Regions from separate parts of the Mus musculus genome. Here regions 1, 3 and 4 are each linked to region 2. A link is a contact called in public Hi-C and promoter capture Hi-C data. All regions are on one chromosome and are shown on one strand. The core of a region is the stretch at or near the end of the contact, and the rest is flanking DNA. Distances in the headings are between cores, read along the strand shown.

Evidence for each region. Promoter capture Hi-C pulls out the DNA fragments that hold promoters and counts their contacts. A called contact is a pair of places that touch in the nucleus more often than the background predicts.
Region 1: a contact with region 2 is called in a Hi-C map of uterus, with 4 times the contacts expected there. The contact joins the enhancer-like site here to the promoter of Smoc2 in region 2. A contact is called at or near these places in 12 of 39 promoter capture datasets (the 3T3-L1 cell line, the HPC-7 cell line, the SN4741 cell line and 8 more), 4 of 484 Hi-C or Micro-C datasets (embryonic fibroblasts, nephron progenitors and uterus), 6 of 115 datasets of contacts at active chromatin or transcription factors (craniofacial prominence, embryonic hindbrain, embryonic limb bud and 3 more) and 1 of 9 other capture datasets (embryonic stem cells).
Region 3: a promoter capture Hi-C map of cranial neural crest shows a contact between it and region 2. The contact joins the enhancer-like site here to the promoter of Smoc2 in region 2. A contact is called at or near these places in 11 of 39 promoter capture datasets (the 3T3-L1 cell line, cranial neural crest, embryonic stem cells and 6 more), 1 of 15 datasets of contacts at CTCF or cohesin (the NIH/3T3 cell line), 1 of 484 Hi-C or Micro-C datasets (nephron progenitors), 2 of 115 datasets of contacts at active chromatin or transcription factors (craniofacial prominence and stem cell-derived neural progenitor cells) and 1 of 9 other capture datasets (embryonic stem cells).
Region 4: a promoter capture Hi-C map of second pharyngeal arch cranial neural crest shows a contact between it and region 2, with 5 times the contacts expected there. The contact joins the enhancer-like site here to the promoter of Smoc2 in region 2. A contact is called at or near these places in 12 of 39 promoter capture datasets (the HPC-7 cell line, the SN4741 cell line, cranial neural crest and 7 more), 6 of 484 Hi-C or Micro-C datasets (embryonic fibroblasts, embryonic stem cells, myocytes and 1 more), 10 of 115 datasets of contacts at active chromatin or transcription factors (craniofacial prominence, embryonic basal ganglia, embryonic hindbrain and 7 more) and 1 of 9 other capture datasets (pancreatic islet).

The regions. Positions count from the first base shown.
Region 1 is chr17:14,475,138-14,478,244 of GRCm38.p6, forward strand. The region is part of intron 1 of Gm38551 (a long non-coding RNA gene); the gene reads left to right. Among named protein-coding and RNA genes, the nearest start is that of Gm38551, 27 kb to the left of the region's middle. Within about 2 kb of position 1,289, at least 31 of the 459 cell types and tissues checked have an H3K27ac peak or open chromatin away from gene starts, as enhancers often do. A contact at or near this core is called in uterus, where this site is marked.
Region 2 is chr17:14,277,474-14,280,867 of GRCm38.p6, forward strand. It overlaps Smoc2 (SPARC related modular calcium binding 2), which reads left to right and starts at 2,033. Exons shown (of 13, transcript NM_022315.2): 1 at 2,033-2,326. The coding sequence starts at 2,243. It overlaps Gm52280 (a long non-coding RNA gene), which reads right to left and starts at 3,038. Exons shown (of 3, transcript XR_003952216.1): 1 at 2,639-3,038; 2 at 1,070-1,215; 3 at 375-647. It overlaps Gm34567 (a long non-coding RNA gene), which reads left to right. Exons shown (of 4, transcript XR_385414.4): 4 at 1-289.
Region 3 is chr17:14,453,136-14,456,319 of GRCm38.p6, forward strand. All of the region lies in intron 1 of Gm38551 (a long non-coding RNA gene), which reads left to right. Among named protein-coding and RNA genes, the nearest start is that of Gm38551, 4.8 kb to the left of the region's middle. Within about 2 kb of position 1,691, at least 22 of the 459 cell types and tissues checked have an H3K27ac peak or open chromatin away from gene starts, as enhancers often do. A contact at or near this core is called in second pharyngeal arch cranial neural crest, where this site is marked.
Region 4 is chr17:14,495,197-14,498,489 of GRCm38.p6, forward strand. No RefSeq gene overlaps it. Among named protein-coding and RNA genes, the nearest start is that of Gm34916, 26 kb to the right of the region's middle. Within about 2 kb of position 1,900, at least 7 of the 459 cell types and tissues checked have an H3K27ac peak or open chromatin away from gene starts, as enhancers often do. A contact at or near this core is called in embryonic limb bud and second pharyngeal arch cranial neural crest, where this site is marked.

The sequences.
Region 1 (3,107 bases), core at 39-2,538, 200 kb after region 2:
CCACCCTTGCTGACGGCAGATGCAAGGAAGAGGATTAAAGAAACACCAGGAACAAGGTGGAAGCTGGAAACAGGCAGAAGGAAGGGCTAGCAGGATATAGGTAGAAGTCAAATGCACCAGAGGCCAGGAGGTAGTGGTCTGCCCCAAGTCTTGCAGTGTGCCCAATAAAGAGCTCCTAGTTTGGAGGGATATTCCTGGGCACAATAGAAATGAAACAGGCCAGACCAGTGTCAGCCTTAGGACTCAAAGGCAGGAGCAGGTTGTAGGAGAAAGAGTGTGCAGAGAGCCTGCAGCAGAGCGGAGAAGTGCCAGCTAGCACCAGAGCCCAGAGGTTTGTGGAGGGTCTCCCTCCGACCTCCCAGGATTAGAACATCAAAGGAAACTGTTAGCAGCACTGAAACCGGATCTCTGTCATCCACCCAGGCTATAAAAAGCCTCTGATAAATGGAGATAAGGATTCACATGTTAGTGTGGCTTTAAAAGGGGGCCAAGGTCCTATGTGTTTATTTCTTGCGACTTTAAGATGCTTTGACATGGGTGTATTAAAAGTGATGTGTGTTAATTTTATTTAAAGTTTTACGAAGTTTGGTGATCCTATCACATCACCCCGTCCCCATTAAATATGTCATACTTTATAGTTTAAAATTTTTCTTTTTAAATGCCGTGTTTATTCAGCTGCATAAATCACTATGGTTGTAAGTGGTCTTAAGAGCTCATTTTCAGCTACAACCTTTAAAAAGAGCCTCGTTGCTCTGAGCTTCTCAAGTGTGCTGGCACCGTGTGGAGCTGGGGCTCAGCCTTTATACCACTCTTAAAAATCATTGCCAGACACTTGTAGAGCCCAGCACACTGGGGACTCGACTAGACAGTTCCCGCCCCTCCCTGACCTGGGGGCCAATGGCTCTTTGCTAGACTTATTCTGGTGACAGTGTAGCCTCTGGCACACCTGTAACGACTCGCTGTCCTCACTGTTTCCAGAGAAGAGCCGCCAGAAACTTGTCATCGTAGCTTTCTACTGACATTGCTAAACACTTAGAATGTTAATAAAACAAAGAACGCTAGAGATGGGGGCGCGCTGGGGTGTTGAGGCCCCGTAGCAGCTCTGGGGGCACTCTGAAAGATCCTACAGGGAGGGGAAGAAAAGAGGCTGCCAGAGGCTGTTTGCTTTCATGGGCCCAAACATTCCCCTGGTTTAACTGAGATAAGCATCTTTAAATCTCTTAAAGTGTTTCTGCTGGTGCAAAGCTAAATGTCATCACGCCTTTCCTCACGCACTGCTGCGGCCTGGTTCTCATCAGCGAAAGAAGAAACCGATGGAAGGAGCCTGTGCTCGCCCCAGCTTCAAGCAGGAAGTCTTTACAGGAGGAACGCGTGGCCCAGGCATCAGTCCATGGTCGTCTGGTGTCACCCCTGCCTTTTCTCTGTGTCTATCAGTCTTTCATCACTGGTCCTCCAGGCAGGTCTCAGTCACTTTCCCATGTATCTCCATGCGTGCTCTTCAACAGACAACCTCACGGGCACTTTCTCTGTGCCCAGGAGAAGCCTGTAGCAGGATAAGTCCCTGACTTCCTTCAGATTCCAGCTAGAGTTTTGCCTTTTCCATAGTCAGCCATGTGCACTTTCCTCCCCCACATGCCCAGCCAGCCACTGCAGGTACCATGGTGTGAACCTTGTGAGTGATCACCACCAGCAGGGTAGCCTCAGAGATGCAGCGCGCGGCAGCCTCGCGGACAGAACTGCTGGGGGCTTGGCTAGCTCTCCTGTTTGTGTGGCCTGCACTGGTGTGGCCCAGCCACTGAGCTGGTGCCGGCTGCACGTGGCCAAAATGAGGCCACAGACTGAAATACTCAGAGCAGTGTGGTCACAGCGAGGACGGCAGAAAGACAGGCTGGTGTAACCGTCCGTGTTGTCAGGATGTGCCCAGCCTCAAAGCCATGCACAAGGCGAAATGAGTCCCATATGCTTAAAATGTGATGCACTTCCTCAGGTCACAAACAGGAGTGACCCCTCCCTCTGCTCTTTCTATAATCTGATGTAATATTCCAGTCTCCATAGGGGGAGCATGAGGGGACAAGGGCACAAGCTACTGGACCCTGCCATTGCTGGCCAGCTAAGTGGTGCTGGAAACCAAACCCAGTAACAGCAACATGTGCACTTGACTATTGAGCCATCTATCCAGGCCAAGTTATTTTTTAAGTTAAAATATAATTATATAGTTTTCCTCCTTTAACCCATCCCCATGCATCCCCCACCATCCTCTCTTGATTTCATGCCTCTCTCTTCTCTCACGACATTTACATATATATGTACATATGTATATATATAAACATATATATGTACATATATATACACACACACACAAGCTATGTGTATACATACACACACACACCCTGCTCAGCTCATATAATGTCACTTGCATGTATATGACACATGATTTGGGGGCTGACCACATGGCATTGGATAACCAATCAGGGAAGATTATTCTTCCCATTCACTGCATCCTTTACTTGCCTTTCATTCTTTGGTTCGGGTTGGGACCCCGAGAGATTTCCCTGTTTCATATTAATGTGCGTCTTGGTGTTGCTGCAGTTCAGGTCTTGTTTAAGCAATCATGTTGATGCAATTTCATGGATGGATGTAGCTTCTCTGTCAGTTCTAAGAGGTGAAATCTCACAGTAAAATTTCTCTCTTTTGTACAATCTTTCTGCCCTTATTCCGTGATGTTCCCTGAACCTTGAGTGCAGGAGCTGTGTGTGCTATGTGTCACCCGGGGCTGGGTACCACATGATCATTTGATTGATTGTGGTTTTTCTGTAATGGTCTCCATCTGTTGTAAAGAGAAGTTTCTTTTAAGAGGGGTGAGAGCTACATTTATCTGTGGGTCTGAAGATAAATATTTAGAATGTAGTTAGGAATTGTGCTGCTTTTGTGAAGCAGTGGTAGAAACAACTCAGTAATTTGTAAATGTAGAGTTGTACAACCCAAAACACAGTTTATTTCCCTTCCTTCAAACAGTTTCTCCTGATCAGGGCAAACCTGCTTATCCCTGAGGCAAATTCTACAGCCTTCCCAAATCCTTCCTGTCACAAAAAGCCATGTTAGGATCC
Region 2 (3,394 bases), core at 783-3,282:
GTGAGTGCCAAGGGGTTGTTTTCTGCTTTCCACGTCTCCAGGGGATGTGATAGACTTGCCAGAGTTCCAAGTTCGGACATCTGGACTCGGCCCCCGATTTTGTGGCTGGCTAAGACATACAGTTATTTGTTTTGTTTCTCATCTGTAAAATGGGAGCAAATGAAGCCTGTTACTTGCTGGACACTCCCATGGAAGAGAGTAGACAAAAAGCTATTTTCAGACTTTCAGTCCCAAGAAGACATTTCAGCTAATAATTTGTACCCTTGAAATAAAAGGTAAAAGGAAAATGTTTTGTACCAAATACTTCTTGAATGTGCTGATTTTCATCATCATCATCACCACCACCACCACCACCACCATCATCACCATCATCATCATCACACCACCATCATCACACCACCATTACTACGATAGAAGTACACAACATTTGTATCATTTTTTTTGGTTCAATGTATATGTTATTTGCTTACTCAGTCATGCCTGTCCCTGGGCTGAGTCTGACCCTGAAGAGTTTTGCTACGATGTTCCTCCATGTCCTCAGTGTAGGAAGGGTGTTGAAGGCTTGACAGATTTCGAGTTTTGAAGGTTTCTTTCAGCAGCCATCTCTAGAAGGTTCTCTTTCCCTGTGTGATGTGAGAGTTCCTTTCCTGAGGAGACATAAGCAAGATCTATCTCTCCTCAAAAGGCCCCAGTGGCAAAACAAACTAGGATTCCATGGGGAGTTCAGCACGGGGAGCTAGTGAGCTTGTGCTTACTAACATGCATAGGTGAGGGGTTCACTGCAGGAATGTGATTAACGTCAGAGCATCCATAGTCCAGTCTTCACACAGCTTGGATGATGGCTTCCACACCCACATAGATGGAGCCCCTCTCGGGGAATTTGCCCCAGCTCATGATCTCGAGTACCTCCAGAGGCCCTGAAGGACAACTATTAGGAAGAACTGCACGAACACCCGCCATCTGAGGTGAAGTCCAGTGATACTTCCCATTCGTTCTCTCCTCCAGTGAGGGAATGTCAGCTGTCCACAAGCCCACTCCTAATGACCTCCTGAAAATAGGCACAGCCCACCTGATGAAGTTGGGACTGTTTGCTCGGTTGACTTCATTCTTCAAGGCTATCCTTTTGGAGCTCCAGCGCTGTTCTTCTCCAGAGGTCCCCGTGTTGGGCTAGGGCAGGGTAGCTGCTTTCTGATTGGTCTACGATCTCACAGGAATCTCCAGAGCAGCAGAGGAGAGAGAAGTTAGAGGTGAGCTTGCTGTTTTGCTCCCTACAGAGAGGCCCTGACAAGTCAATTGATTCTTTGTTCTCGAAAGTCTTCCCAGCTGGCTTTCTGCGTGAGGTAGAATTAGGGCCTTTTCCTGTGAAGCTACCAGCCAGGGCTAAACTATTTCAGCAATGCTCCTTTTGCAGGACCTGGTGCGCAAAATCCCCTTGGTTTCTATCACAGTCAAAAGCCTACTCAAATGCGCTTGCTGCCGAACACCTGAAATGCTTGCCTAAACTGTTTGAAGCGGCCACATCAATGTGTGCGCTCACCTTTCTCTAAGTTTGCCCAACTCAAGGAAGTCATCTGCCTCACAGATCTGTTTTCAGACCCCTCCCGCCCTCCTCGTTAACCTGCGGAAAGATGCAGGACTCCTGGTGTTCTCAGAGGCCCTACCGAGGAGCCAATGACCACTTAGCATCTCAGAGTGCTACATTCTGGTGAATGTAAAGCCACAGGCGAGCCAAGGCACAGTGGGGACCCTCCAAGGTGAAGACAGAAGGCGCCCTAGGCCAGGAGGGTGGGGCTCAGTGCATCTCTTGGAGCCAGTGTGAGTGTGCATGCCTGTAAGGTGTGCCCTGGCATTGGCTTGAAGGAGGCGTGCAAACAGCATCAACACACGCTTGCCTAGTCCTGGTAGCCTTCGCTGTCTCCTTCACAGCCCTGCGCGCCGGGCGGCCCCTGCGCGGGCGCGGTGGCTAAGGGAGGTGGGGCGGAGGGAGGAGATTTGCGGGCGGGAGGGCGAAGAGGGCGGGACAGGAGGATCCGGGGAAACTAGGGCTGTTTGACAGCAGCAGCGGCAGTTCGGGGAGCGCCGGCCAGAGCGCACGGAGGGGCCGTGCGGTCTCCACCAGCGGCCATAGGACCGCGGAGCAGTTCTAGCCCGCTCGCCCGCACGTTCGCACACCGGATCTTCGCCGAGTGCCAGGGCGCAGCGCGTGGGGCGTCTGCCTCGCTTGGTCCCCTCCAGCGTCACCATGCTGCCGCCACAGCTGTGCTGGCTGCCGCTGCTCGCTGCCTTGCTGCCGCCGGTGCCCGCGCAGAAGTTCTCAGCGCTCACGGTAAGTCCCGGGACGCGCCCCTGTCTTTCTCTGTTGTCCCTCACTGAGAACCCACTCTTCCTTCTGGGACAAGGCTCCGGGAGCAGGTGGCCCAGCAATCCCCAACAGGTGGGTTCGGGAGAGTCCCACAGCGTGCGTGTCCAGGGTCGATAGCTACTCAGTATGTGAAGGGCTGCTGGTCCTACTAGTCCAGGATAGAAGGGAGTTGACATGCAGGAGTGCCTGGAGTCCCCCACTTTGGGCGAGATGAGATGGCACAGGAACAAGGATCTGGGCCACTTATGCACCTCAGCTCTTTCAGGGCGAACTCACCGGGACTGGGTGCCCACCTTGCCAACGCCACCGACCCAGCCTAGGATTAGGAAGCGGGCAATCTTCGGCTCCAGCGCCACGAGGACCCCTTGTACCCCAACCCCCCTTATGGGGGAGAAAGGGGCCACATCCCATGTGTTCCACTTGTGGCGGAGCATCTCAGAGAACCCTTAATTGAGAGGAAGAAGCAGATATGACATTGAATTAAAGAGCGCGTTTCTTTAAAAAAAAAAATCCAAAATCCAAAAGCCAAAAAACAAAAAAAACAACTCATAGAGGAGGAACAATCTCCAGCACAGGAGGCATAGAGGAGCGCCCCTGGTCTCGTGGGTCCTCTCCTCAGGAGCAGGATGCAGTGCGCGCCAGGGCGCGCTCCCGAGCGCGCGTGGCACTGTGGTTGACCGCTCTAAGTTTGTCTCTCTTAGTTGCAGTACTGGCTACGCCAAGGCGCGAGGTGAGGTGCCAAAAGCCGCGCTGTGGATGGGGGCTGAGCGCGTCCACCTCGGGCCAACACAACCGCGGCCACTCCTGCGGGCTGGTGTCTGCAGAGCCCGGCGGGCAGCCCTTCTGCGGCCCGCGCGCTAGGGAACCCATAATTAATGCAATCTGCAGAAACGAAAGCATTCCACTTAAACGTGTTTTTGAACAAGTGCTTAAGAAAACACCAAGGTGGTGAGCAGGCTCCCGTGGAGAGGAGTGTTGGAGTGGTAGGTGCCCTGGGGAGGGTGCTTAGCCTATGGAAAACCAGGGCTAGCC
Region 3 (3,184 bases), core at 441-2,940, 180 kb after region 2:
ACATCAGACTCCAGAACACTTGTCTTGTCCGATTTAAGTTACAGTTCTATGGGATGCTTAAAAATTACTAGAGCCTGGCCAACAAAAGCCAGCCATCCTGCTTCCATTGTGTTTTACCGTGGATGACGTGTAGAGACCCTATGTAGCATGTCCAGCCTCAAAAAGCCTAATATATTATTACCAGCATCATACTATTAGCACAAACACTTAAATATTATTAGCATAAAATCTATTGGTATTATTTTGAGGGTAAGCATGGCACATCAGTTACACAAGGAACCTACAATATTGAGGAAGAAGAGCTAGAAACAGCCAAGTGGAGCAACACTTATCCATGCTGAGAATGTAGAGAAGGCAGCTCAGGTTGTACCAAGGCCACCAAGATACCCCAGAAATGGACTTCTGGTGATGAGAAGAGAGAGAAAGGACTCAGGTGAGCTGCATGGCCACAACAATATCAACAACAACAACAACAATAAAAACAACAACACACCTTTCATGGCTGCTATCATAACTAAATTCTTCCAATTATTTGAAAATTGACCTAACACACATATGCCAATTACATACATTAAGAAAATTTAACAAAGTCCTGGGATACTACTAACATGGAAAATCTGATAGACACTCTGTTGCCAAATTAGCAATAGCTAAAACTTTGTTTTTCATGTAGTATGTTTTTTTTAATTTACTTTAAATTTTATTATCATTTATATTTATTCTTTCAAATGAATGGGGTAGAAGACCCTTTAGTGGGAGGCAAACGTGTCTTACTGCCCCTGCGCTTGAGTCTGGGAAGCTTCTGTCCCTAGTGTCTTGGCTTTTCACTTTTCAAGGTGTTTAATGCTGCCAATTAGATACAATCTAGGATCACCTAAGAAATAATGCTCTTGCTGCATGTCCCCTCACTCCTGCTGCATGTCCCCTCGCTCCTGCTGCATGTCCCCTCACTCCTGCTGCATGTCCCATGCTCCTGCTGCATGTCCCCATGCTCCTGCTGCATGTCCCATGCTCCTGATGCATGTCCCATGCTCCTGATGCATGTCCTCATGCTTCTGCTGCATGGCTTCATGCTCCTGCTGCATGTCCCCATGCTCCTGCTGCATGTCCCATGCTCCTGCTGTATGTCCCATGCTCCTGATGCATGTCCCATGCTCCTGATGCATGTCCTCATGCTTCTGCTACATGGCTTCATGCTCCTGCTGCATGTCCTCTTGCTCCTGCTGCATGTCCCTATGCTCCTGTTGCATGTCCTCTCGCTCCTGCTGCATAGCCTCATGCTCCTACTGCATGTCCCCATGCTCCTGCTGCATGTCCCATGCTCCTGCTGCATGTCCCATGCTCCTGCTGCATGTTCCCACGCTCCTGCTGCATGTCCCCATGCTCCTGCTGCATGGCCTTATGCTCCTGCTGCATGTCCCCATGCTCCTGCTGCATGTCCCATGCTCCTGCTGCATGTCCCATGCTCCTGCTGCATGTCCCATGCTCCTGCTGCATGTTCCCACGCTCCTGCTGCATGTCCCCATGCTCCTGCTGCATGGCCTTATGCTCCTGCTGCATGTCCCCATGCTCCTGCTGCATGTCCCCATGCTCCTGCTGCATGCCCCATGCTCCTGCTGCATGTCCCCGTGCTCCTGCTGCATGGCCTTATGTTCCTGCTGCATGTCCCCATGCTCCTGCTGCATGGCCTTATGTTCCTGCTGCATGTCCCCATGCTCCTGCTGCATAGCCTTATGTTCCTGCTGCCTGCCTCCCCTGCTGTCATGTGCTGTATCACAGAACCATGAACCAAGACCTTCGTTCTGTTGCTTTTGTCAGGGGCTTTTTCACAGCAGTGAGAAATGTTACTAATCCAAGTTTTATGCCATTGTTCTGCTGACCATACCAACTGCACAGGCTTTGGTTTTAGAACAAAGCAAAGGAATGGATGGGGAGTCAGGGTGCAAGTGGGGAGGGACCTTCGGAAAGCAACATCAACCATTACCATTTCTGTAGATTAGATGCAGACTCACATAATGAGCCTTTCCTAGTTCCCAGAAAAATGAACTTGGTGAAAGAGCGAGAAAAATAACACCACATGTTCACCTCCAGGGTCTCAAATTACCCAGAGAAAGATTGTTTTATCCAAGCAAAGAGAGCAAACACTGCAGCTGAAGTGAACTGGGCGTTTAGGCAATGGACAGCCACTGCCAAGGCAAAGTCTGTGCAGAGCAGCGGGAGGCTAGGCCAGCCACCTTCACCCAACAGAGCGTGGTTTGTGCTACTGGCTGGCACACACCTGCTCCGTGGATCCTGCCGAGACCCAGGGAGGCTGCAGCCTGGCTTTCTTCCCCAGTCCTTCATCCAGCTGCATGGACACTCTAACCTGTACACCATCCTTCTTGATGGAAGACACTAGTGGCCAAAGTGCAAGTGGGATGCAGAGGAAGCTGTGGACATGGGCTCTTCTCTTCGAGGCCTCGGTGCCCATGGGTCACTGTTATGGCCTTGGAAAGGCTCTACCTGGCACCAAGCCCAGCTTCTCCTCTATAGTCTTGGAAGAAGCCTGGGAATTTGGAAGGCATTTCTGCACTCCTGTGGTGTTGCACATGGCAGTATAAACACCGTTCTGAAAGAGTCTATTGGGTAATTAATCATTTCAACCCCGATAGTTTCTGGATGGGCTGATACCTCTGCCCTGGGAGGAATGTCTAAATGCTTAGCCAAATCATCATCTTTGTAAAACAAAAAATCAACAAGGCCTGTTTCTTCAGAAGTCAGTTTTGATCTGAATGCCCCAATGGCTGGACCTCAAGGAATGATTTAGGTGTTTTTCTATAAAACAAGGCAGGTATTCTCCAGTGCAGCTGCTCTCGGGGACACACAGAGCTTTCTGTGAAGTATGTCTCAATACTTACAGAGATTTTAAAAGAAAATATTTGGGCTGTGGTTTATGAATCAAACAGTTTTAAGTATGTAAATAAGGAGGGGCTGGCTCTCCTTCCAGAATAGCACACAGGGCTGTCCAGCCTGGGCCACCTTCTGACAGCAAGGATGGGCTGTGCAAGGTGCCAGCAGGTTTGTTTCCCAACATGGGGCAGACACGCATGGATTGTGCACAAGGTACGGAAGCCGATGGCTCATGGCTAAGTTGGGTGCTCTAGTGAGAACGCGTCCCTTGGTAAGCACAGTCAGTCCGTTAACT
Region 4 (3,293 bases), core at 650-3,149, 220 kb after region 2:
TGATGGTGGCAGCCATCGCAGCAGGCACTGGGTAGCAGAAGAGGAAGAAAACCATGCTCAGAGCTAGACGAATTTTTTAAAAGGGCCAGGGAGGACATCTGACAACTATGCTAGACTGTGGAAGAGCAGCCTGTGCCTTGAGGACTAAGCCACCCCCACGGGAAAGGTTGGAAGTCCATGTATTCTGGCTGTGGTGGCTTGTGCTTACTTGCTGTGGTGACAGGAAGCCGTACACAATTCTTGGCTTCCCGCTGGGAAGTATCTAGCGAATACCCTGGGTACAAACCCCAGGCAGGCAGCCGTGCCGCAGAAAGCTGCCCTAATGAGATGTTTGCCCAAATGTACTTCAGGAGATAACGAAGGAGAGAGAAATACTTCTTCAAATAAGCAAAATGGAGACTCAATATCACAGTAAGAACTAGGGCCCAAGAACAGCTGCAGGAGTAGGCTGTGGAGCCCTGAGGGCCTGGAGAGGGGAGCGTGAATACCTCAGGATGGGGAGAGACAGGGTCTGCTTTCTTCTTGCAGAACGTTTTTAAAAACACCTCAGATTATTTCATAAAATCATATTATAAGGATCTTATCACACCGAGAAGCAAAATATAACATAAGCCCAGCTCCAAGAGAGGGAACAGAAAGATGCAGAGGCTTTTTGAAAGAAAGAAGAAAGGTATAGAAGGAAGGAAGGAAGTAGGGAAGGAAGGAGGGAGGGAAGAAAGAGAGGGAGGGAGGGAGGAGGGAAGGAAGGAAGGAAGGAAGGAAGGAGGAAAGAAAGAAAGAGAGAGAGAGAGAGAGAGAGAGAGAGAGAGAGAGAGAGGAAGGAAGAAAGGATAGATGGAAAGAAAGCAAGGAGTTGGTATCTTGACCTTCAACCATATTGACAAGTACATGCCAAAGTGAGCACCACTCAGGCCCCCAAAGACCAGCTCTAGAGCACGTGGAGTGGCCTGCAGAGTTGTCTGGGGACAGAGCGAAGATGGGGAGATGGTTAACTATGAATGGGCGCAGGTGTAGACTTAGCAAACTACACTTTACCATGGGTTCCCGGCAAGATGTCAGTTACCCATGGCTCAGTACTCTGAAGCAAGCTTACACAATTGTACATTAAGGCATGTTTCCTCGGCTGTATGTCAATTACAGCTCAATACAATGTCCAAAAGAATCTTCAGAGAAAACAGAATGAGATGAGCCCTCGGGAATGTTCTGTAGGATTGCAGATTCTCTTCCATTCATTACTGTGTTGTTGCTGGAACTCTACGTGCTTAGTCCATGGTGGGCTCTTGATTGGCTGGTTGGTTGGGATTTTGCTTGTTTTTTTCCTCTCTCTCTCCCTCCCTCCCTCCCTCTCTCCCCCTTCCCTCAATCTCCCTCTCCCCCCTCTCCCTCCCCCCTTCCTTCTTTTTCTCTCATGGGTTAGAGTTATTGGCAGTGGATACTTTCTGAGGAAAGAAGACTCATTCGGTTTTTTTTGAGGATGTGTCCACTGCAGGTTTCTACGCTCCAGTGGAGGACTCACACCCCACACTGATGGCCTTTTAAATCTTAAAAAGGCATGAGGTTGGGAGGCAGATGTTAGGTAGGATATAGGGGAATGGATATAGTGGTAGATGTAATCATATTTTATTTAATTTATGTTTGAAATTTTCAAAAATAAGGAATTGTTTAAATGGTCACAGCTTAAAGAATCACACAGTAAGACACATTCCAACAGAGAAGACATGATAGGAAGTGGCACTGTGTGTCAGGAGTAACATCCAGGGCTCAGTGTCCAAAAGCTGAGGTCTCCTCTGAGCAGAGACTCGGGACAAAAAGCCAAGAAACGAAGGCACGTACTTGTAGGTTTCGACGAGACCAAGCCTTTCCCACCCCAGTTCTACAGACGATGCCACAGGGCTTCATTCACCCAACTTATTCCTGGCTTGCATTCCGTTAATTTCCTCCATCGAAAGACAAATAGAATCTTTGGTGGACAAAGCGTTAAAACATCAGGAATGCTGGCTCCGTCTGTGTGCTCCATGTTTGCCTACCCCGCCTGACAGCTTCTTCCATTATTTATGGGAACTGGGGGATTGTAGCATTCCTTTAGGTCACCTGTGCAACATCTGGCATCCATTGAGGCGGACGGGCCCATTAATGGAGCTGTAATTTATTCGACTTCTCTGGCACTGGTTTCAGCGTGCGTGGTTGTCAATATTCCAGGCAAATGTGTGCGCAGGTCCCCTTCGGGCACCTGAAAGGCAGCCGCGTTCTAGATGTTAAGCTGTAAGACGTGACCTGGATCAATATTCCCCACTCAGGAACTGATAATAATTGGTAATACTTCCATTTTCAGTTGTTTTGTGGCAATAGGGCTGGGAGAGGTTCCCAGGGCTCTGCATTGGGGTGGGTAAATGCACCCCACCTCCTAGGTGCAGGTATCCAAAGACCACACCGTTTTCTCTTTCTCTGTTGGAGCATCTCCAGCCAGCTGCAGGGAATACTTGGAACACCGGCAGCCAGGGAAGGTGCGGCCCCTCTGTAGTGCACCTTCTTGACATTGGTAAAATGGGGTGGGCGTGGAAAGCAAAAACAAAGCACTGACAAGATGGAAAAAAGAAAACTAAGGCAAAGTGACCTGACCATGCCCTTGTCAATCAGACCCAGACCAAGGGGACGAGGTGGCCTCTCTATCTCAGGGCAGGAAATTGCTGAGCATGGAATGTAGCTTCTCCTTGATTAAACAGCCCACGAGTCAAGGCCCAGGGGAGATACTCCACCTTCAGCCCTTTGTGGGGAACGTCTGCACCTGCTTTTTACCTTCTGCTTGGACTATGAAAATAAAAATAGAATTAGCCTGAAATCTTTGATGATAATTTCTAAAATGTGAGAAAACTATTCCTGTAATTGCCATGAATGCAAGGCCAAAATCTTGAACATAGTCTGAGGGAGTTAAGTACCCAACCCACCGCTGTCTCCGTGACTGCCGCAGGAGAAAGAGAGCTCACTGCTAAGGAGGCCAAGAGCTAGGGAAACTCTCTGGGAATCTTCTACAAGGGCCCCACACTCCAAAACAAAAAGGAGGGAGAAGAATGGAGAGAGATAGTAAAAGAGAGGGGATGACTGATACCCCGATGCCCATCAGTGAGGGTGGGTGAAAATACACAGTGGAGTATTATTCAGCTATGAAAAATGAAGTTGGGTCAGTTGCAGGAAAGTAGATGGAACAAGAAATTATCGTCTTCAGCTTAACAAGCCAGAATTGGAAACACACACACACACACACACACACACACACACACACACACTCACGTTTT